2 separate regions of the Gossypium hirsutum genome follow, and region 2 is linked to region 1. Evidence: chromatin contacts called from public Hi-C data. All regions are on one chromosome and are shown on one strand. Each heading gives the region's core, a stretch centred on a gene start, on an enhancer-like site or on the middle of the called end of the contact. The rest is flanking DNA. Distances are from core to core; before and after follow the strand shown.

What was found. A called contact is a pair of places that touch in the nucleus more often than the background predicts.
Region 2: a contact with region 1 is called in a Hi-C map of leaf, with 2.4 times the contacts expected there. The contact joins the promoter of LOC107962281 here to the promoter of LOC107962986 in region 1. A contact is called at or near these places in 2 of 34 Hi-C or Micro-C datasets (both in leaf).

Annotation. Positions count from the first base shown.
Region 1 is chrA06:90,649,402-90,653,059 of Gossypium_hirsutum_v2.1, reverse strand. LOC107962986 (wings apart-like protein 1) reads left to right here and starts at 1,872. Exons shown (of 14, transcript XM_016899592.2): 1 at 1,872-2,625. The coding sequence starts at 2,096.
Region 2 is chrA06:91,393,136-91,396,707 of Gossypium_hirsutum_v2.1, reverse strand. It overlaps LOC107962281 (serine/arginine repetitive matrix protein 1), which reads left to right and starts at 2,051. Exons shown (of 1, transcript XM_016898596.2): 1 at 2,051-3,562. The coding sequence starts at 2,575. The coding sequence ends at 3,393.

The DNA of each region.
Region 1 (3,658 bases), core at 623-3,122:
CTAGATGTAGTCCTTGTGCATCTCTCGCCAATTCTCGTCGTTCTTCCCCCACATGTTCACCTTGTACAACTTCTTTAAGTCTCGCGGTGCTGGTAGAATTTGTTGTCGATACCCAAATTGTAGCAGAAGCAGGCAACTACTGATTGACATCTTACCCGATTCTATGGCCCAATACAACTCCTGGTATAACGTAGCCAACACGGGTGATCCCAACTCAATTTTTTGCATTCTTTGAAGTCTACTAGGTGTAGTAGCCACCTTATGTGTACCAAAATTTGAGATTTATCGGGAATTAAAATGCCGTTGATTAATTGAAGAATGAATGATTGGGTGTATTGTTCTTTGACGACCTTAATCGCATCTATAAGAAGCTTATCAAAATTTTTTGCCAACCATTTCATCAATATTCGACCACTATCAAACTTGTCCGTGACCTTCCTTAATAATGCTGCACAAAGATCCTTTTTTATCGGGGATAATTGTTGTTACCGTAACGATCGGTCCATCCATCGGTAGATCGAGTTGTAACGCCACGTCCTCTAGTGTGATTGTACACTCGCCACATGGAAGATAGAAAGTATGTGTCTCAGGCCTCCATCTTTCCACCAACGCGCTGTGAGTCTATGGTCAAGTTTGCAGCCCTCGAACATATGAGATGTATGCAAGAATCCCGCCTATTGCAAGTAACCATGAATTTTAGTAATTGGAGGCTTTGACAAATTATGTATGAACGCCTCCAAAACATAGTCATCTGCTTATTTATAACAACAAAAAATTATTTTTATTTATAAAAAAATTAAATTTAACTTAATTGAAAATAACGAAAATTAAATTTTTGTGTTATCATTACTGCTTGAGCGACAGAAATGTGATTATGGTCGAAACGAATTAGAGAGGTTGTTATTAGTGAAAATTTAATTCGAACAAATAAAATACAGAATAATTAAAATTAATATTTTTAAAAGAGAATATCGAAAAATTTAGAACAAGAACTTGAGAAAATTGAGAAAGTTAGGAGATTAGAAAGAATTGAGAGAATATTATGTGAATGAAAAATAAACAAATTTGGGGGTATTTATAGGTAAACAAAAATGACCATTGTCCTTTTTTACCGTTGCACGACCAACATTCAAATGACCGTTGAGGGAAAACGTGTCCATCTGAGCACGCTTTCTGTTTCTCTTTTAAAAAATAACTTATTTCCCTAAATTTTTAAAAAAATAACTTATAACCTTAATTTAAAAAACGACATAATTACCTAATTTAGCCTACTATTAACTCAACACTCGTATATGTCACATATTCTGAAAAGTAACTTTTCGAAGGAACCTAAGAAATAATTAAACTTTTTTACAATATTCAAGAAAAAAAAACTTAGAAGTTGTAAAAGAAATCAAAATCAAAATTACAGAAAACTAAAACTTAAAAATATACTAAATTGTTCTTTAAATGTGAACTTTTTTAGTATTATTTATTAAGATTTTATATTTTATATTTTACATGACATGTCACTTTTAATATACTTTACTACATGTCAATTTTTCATTATAATCAAATCAATTACTAATAATTTTTGTTAATAAAAGAATATCTTTTTATAATTGAAAGCTCAATTGGATGTAATTTTTTTAATTGCTATATTTATTGGTTTTTATTGGGAGGTTGTTTGACCCTCAAGGGTTTATTTTTCTAATTTATACTTCATTAAATTAATTTTTGAAATGGATAAATTATTTTTATATTTAATATAAATATTAAAGAAAAATTCAATATATTTGGTGTCACGGCCCATCCACTCCTATTAGCGTCGGCCCTAGGTAATTTCCTCTCATTTCAGGACCAAACCGGACCCAAATCAAAATCCCAACCGGACCCAGATTTCTCTCTTCTAATTTGTCCTAAAACCTTTCTTTTCTTTTTCTCTCAGCTCCACCGTCCAAGAAAGAGAGAGAGACAGAAAGAGAAAGGGAGAGCTTCGTTTCATTTCAAAATCTCGATTTTTGTTTTCTTTTTTGCCCAAAATACCCTTATCTTTCTTCTCAATGCCATATCCAGGTTAAACGCCGCCACCTTAAAGAAATCTAGACTCCGAACAATGATCGTCCGAACCTACGGTCGCCGTAACCGTGGTTTAACCAGGACATTCTCCGACTCCCTAGACGACGACGTCTCCGACTCCCCTCCCTTGTCCCAAGAAACGTTGCCGTCTCAGGACATCTACGATTTCCCTTTCACTACCACCCAGGAATCCTCTTCCTTATGGCCGTCCTCTCAAGAATTCATCGACGACGACTACAAGAACCAAATAAAAGCGCCCGTTAAACCAACCCAAAGATGTTTCGAATTCGAAGATCCAAGAAACGGTGATGTTAGAAGATCCAAGAAACAGAAGCAAAACCAGAGCAAGAACGAGGTAGGGTATTCTTCTATGCCGTGGATTTCGCCGACTTCGAGTCTGATGGAGGCTCAAGAATTCGGGGAAATGATGGAGCACGTTGACGAGGTTAATTTCGCGCTTGATGGGTTAAAGAAAGGCCAGCCAGTGAGGATCAGAAGAGCGAGTCTTTTGTCTCTGCTTTCGATTTGCGCCACTGCCCAACAGAGGAGACTGTTGAGAACTCATGGGTATGTTGAAATTCTTGATGGTTTTTGGTTTTTAGGTTCTTTCGTTGAAATCTGTTGATATTGGCATCTGGGTAGTGTTAATTTAGGGTGGAATTTTGAAATTTTAATTTAAATTTGGTTATGAAATAACTTTGTTGATTCAAACGGATTAAGGTGCATTTTGCTTCTTTTTGGCCTTTTGTTTTAGACATGGGGGATAATATGGATTAGTAATTTTAGGGACGTTAAGCATATTTGAAATTTTGAATTCCCTTCTGGGAGTCTATAGACTATTCAACTATATTTGGCTTTCCGATAGAGTTAAAGGAAAGATAAATGTATCAAAGATTTGGGTCTTGGATGAAAACGTAGTTTATTAGAAATTGTAAAGGGTTGGCGGTCTTGCATTCCCTTTTGGGGATTGCGTAAGTTATTGATGTTTTTGATAGTTTATGGATAGAATTTGATTTTGTTATTAATTTAAAGAATTCCTTTGGTGGTTAGTTTGTGTTTCCAGTAGTATTAAGGACTGTTACATTCTGTTATATTTTTTTTCCTTACTAGAATGTGGTTCAATTACTTCGTCAGTTTTTTCTTTGTCTGTTTTGAAAAGTAGAAAGCTAAATAGGTAGATTTTCTAGGAGTGGATAGTTTTTTTAAAATAGGTAAAAATAAATTAAAGACCATAACATCCTTAATTTTATTTGATTCTTGAGTAACTGTTAGCTGAGTTGGAGTAACTTGACTCATGAAAACAACTTGGTAAGACATTATGTATGGTATAAAAAGTATAGGTGCCATTTCCTGCAGCCGTGTAATTTGTTAATCGTCTATTGTCTCTTTTTAGGGATTGTCAATTGATTTTTTTCAGCTTATTCAATCTTCATTTACTGGTTCAGTGCTTGTTTCACTCTAAAAGAATGTGAAGATAAAGATGGAGTGGTTTTCCTTTTAGACCAAACATACGCATGAATATCCTATTGTCTTCTGGAAGGAAGAATTACTGTGACGCTCTTTGTTGTCCTTACACTGGCTTTGCAAACATGTTCTTTTC
Region 2 (3,572 bases), core at 802-3,301, 740 kb before region 1:
AAACTTTTAGACAAAATTTCCTCTAATGTAATTTAGGCAAAAATGACAGAATTTTAGAAGGGAATAAAAAAGAGGCGAAGAGGAGAAAATAATTTTTTTATTGCTGTGTTTTTCTTTCTATGTGTAAAATAAGGAAAACCAACTCTTTATTTATAATAGTAATAGAAGGATAAAATAGTAAATATGCAAGGGTAAAAGAGTAAAAATCGTAGGGTTAGTTTTGTAACTGATCCATCATTTCTGCGCAATAGTAAAAAAAAATCTCATGTTTTAGATTTTCGTAATAATAAAAAAAAAGAAGAAAAATAAAATTGTTTTAAAAAAATTATTTTTGTGAAAAATAATATAAGAGTTTTATTCAAAAGAGAATACACACGGCATGATAAAAACACATGTTAGCATTGGCACTAATACAAATTAAGCTACAATAATATATGTGTTCGGCCTATAGCCCAATTATTCAATGAGAATAAAAAGAAAGGCTATATATAAACTTTCTTAATAATTTATATTTAACCAATGTAGAATAGCTCAAACCCAATTTATTGGACCTATGCAATGTACCAGTTTCTTCCTCATCACCTTCGCTTTTCATACCCTTTACTAACACAACTCCTTTCTTTCTCAAATACATCACACAGTATTAACTCAATCATGAGAGAGCGTGCGTTTTAGAGTACAAATTTGGATGCCATTAGCTGTTTTATCATGAAGAAATAATATACAAAAGACTAGTTGGAGAAGTGGAGATATTTAACTATATATTTGGTTGAGGCTGGGGGTAGGCTAGGTGGGTGGGATGGGTCACGTGTACTTTATTTATTTATTGCCATTTCACATGTGTAAAATGTGTTGATTGAAGATTGAGAGAATATGACACTAGTTTGACACCTCCTCCTCCTCCTTACATTACGATTTTAGAAAAATAATGATAATTTCACCCTTTTTTTAATATTATGTGAGATACAAATTACAATCTTTTTCTAAATAATAAAAAACCTACAATATTTTTAGAAAGGCCTCTCACTCATGGCGTACAGAGAATTAATGCGGCCAATGGCTTGGTCACTTCCCAAATGCCATTTTCCTTTTTTTTTTCTTTGGTTTTGCTGAGGTTAGCCTCTTAACTGTCAAATTTTATTTCTTTATTTTGTTACATTCCTAATTATTTTTTAATAATATTGTCTTTAAAGTTGAAATCCACCTTCTTTCAAACATCTATAATTTCTTAAATTATGCTATACTATACATGTTGGGATAACCATGAGGTTACATCCACCAATTAAAGCTTCAATTATTGCCCTTTAATTTTAATTTTACAATCATATGATAAAATTCCCAAACAATGAAAAATAAGTGTAAAAATTCTACATAATGTGAGTGTTCAAGGAAAATAATTACATGGTTTGTGGCTTTATAAATAAAGGCTATCTTTTTATGTTGAGAAGGTTGGTTTTTTCTTTTGAAGTACATAGTAGGAAAAGCCACTGATTGTTTTGTTTGGAATTGAATGAAAGACCAACTAAGCTTAAACCATTGGGCAGCAAAAATTGGATTGGGATGGATCAGTTATTGGTTCTTCACAAACCCAAGATGAATGGAGACCAAAATGGCCTCATAAGATAAGACCCAAATGGAACATTTGTCTCACTCAGCTTCTTGTCTGGTATACTTTACATCCAAACTTGTTTGTTGCAAACTATGGGCTATATATGTTTGATAGTCCATCAAATTCAGTATTTATAAAATTAAATAAATATAACTTAAATTGAAATAATGAGATTGGCTTTCCTATTGACTGTTGATACAGATGGCTAAAGAAAAGTAGATGCGGTCACTGCTCATAAGCAGCATCTCTCTTTGTTTTTTAAGTTTGTGTTTGTCATGTTACTTGGCATAAATCAACTTGTATCGCAAAATCTAAGGGTTGATTAGATGTGGCATATGCAACTTTACCAGTCCAAGATTCCATCATAGGTAGGGTCTCAAATTATTAGGCAAGGGCTAGTGTTTTTGTTCCAAATATTGAGACAATTTAACAACTTTTTCCTAATCTTACTGATTATTTCATACGTTTAAGAACAGATCATTTCCATGTAAATCCATGAAAGTTGTGGGTCAAGTGTTCGACCACAAACCATAAACCCAATCACAACCGTTCAATTAACCCTAACAGTGGTCCCACATCGACCGCCCATTCTGGTTAGATTTAGACATCACATGTACCGAGGGACTGTAAAAAGACATATCAATAATCCCCCCACCTCCTCTTCTAGACGACTAGAACATGCGCCGCTCCTTAAAAATTCCACAAATCACGAGACATATGCAGCTCAAAGGGACTTGAATGAAAAACGACGAAATATGAAGGTCATTTAGATAAATAGAAATATGTTACCTAAGAATAAAATGCACTCCATTGAGGTTACGCCTCCGTTATGGGGAGTGGAGACCTTCTTCATCGAGTCTAAAGCCGGGAAATACTTAATCTACTTACCAACAGATCATTGCTGAACTTAAAACTCAACAATGGCACTTTGTTTCTGAGTCAATCTGTAGATTCCATTTCCTCAAATGGGTTGCTGTGTAAGCACCAACACAGGTTCCCTTCGTGCGAAGGAATCACATTTGCAAGTGGGTGTTGAATCCAAAGCTCCACCACCTTCGGCTGAAGAAGAAACTGTGAAGGAAGTTTTATCTGAAACCCCAAAAACCAAAGCTCCCATCTTTACCCCACAACAAGAAGAGAGCAAGCAAACCCAGATTGAGAAACCGGTCTTTGTCAAGATCCAAGAGAAGGAAAGCCTTAATTTCAACGTCAAGACCAAACCAAAATCACCTGTCCTTGAAGAGTCAGCTTCGGAAGAGGTTTCCGAGATTTGCAGCGTGAGTTTAAGTGAAAGCCTTTCCACTGTTACTGATAGGAGAGATGAAGAAGATGAAGTGAGGCAGCTAAAGGTGTTCAGATCTTCGGCAAGACCCGGGTCAAGGAACCGTGTCGTGGGTCGGAAGCTTGATCAATCACCTAACAAAAGAAATGGGGTCGTGAACGGGGGATCATCAGTGAGGTTGGTTCAAAGCAAGGGGGGATCCCCAGTGAAACGTGGGTCAAGACCCGATCCGCCAAGGAAGGATCCGGGTGGGAGTTCAGGGAGGAGGTCAAGATCACCTGCGGTGAATAGAGCTGTAATGGGTCGGAGCTCGTCCGGAGGTAGGACCATTCATTCTCCTGGTAGGGTCCGACGTGACCCAGGAGAGCAACAACAACACGTTACTACAACTACCATGGAAGGGAAATGGCCAAGCAGCAATAATAATGGTGCTACAACGAGTGCTCCAAATGAATCACTTGAAAATCCTCTTGTCTCCCTTGAATGTTTCATCTTTCTTTAAGGATTAAAAGAAAATATTGTACCTTTAGAGTTCATATATTGTAATTTCTCTTATTGTTTTTGTTTTGTTTGTGAATACTGATTCAATGCAAATGTCAATCCGGACTGCAATGCAATGGGAGATTTTGGTTGTATTTAAGAACGTATGAAATTGAATGCCTTTAACTTGACATGTTGGTG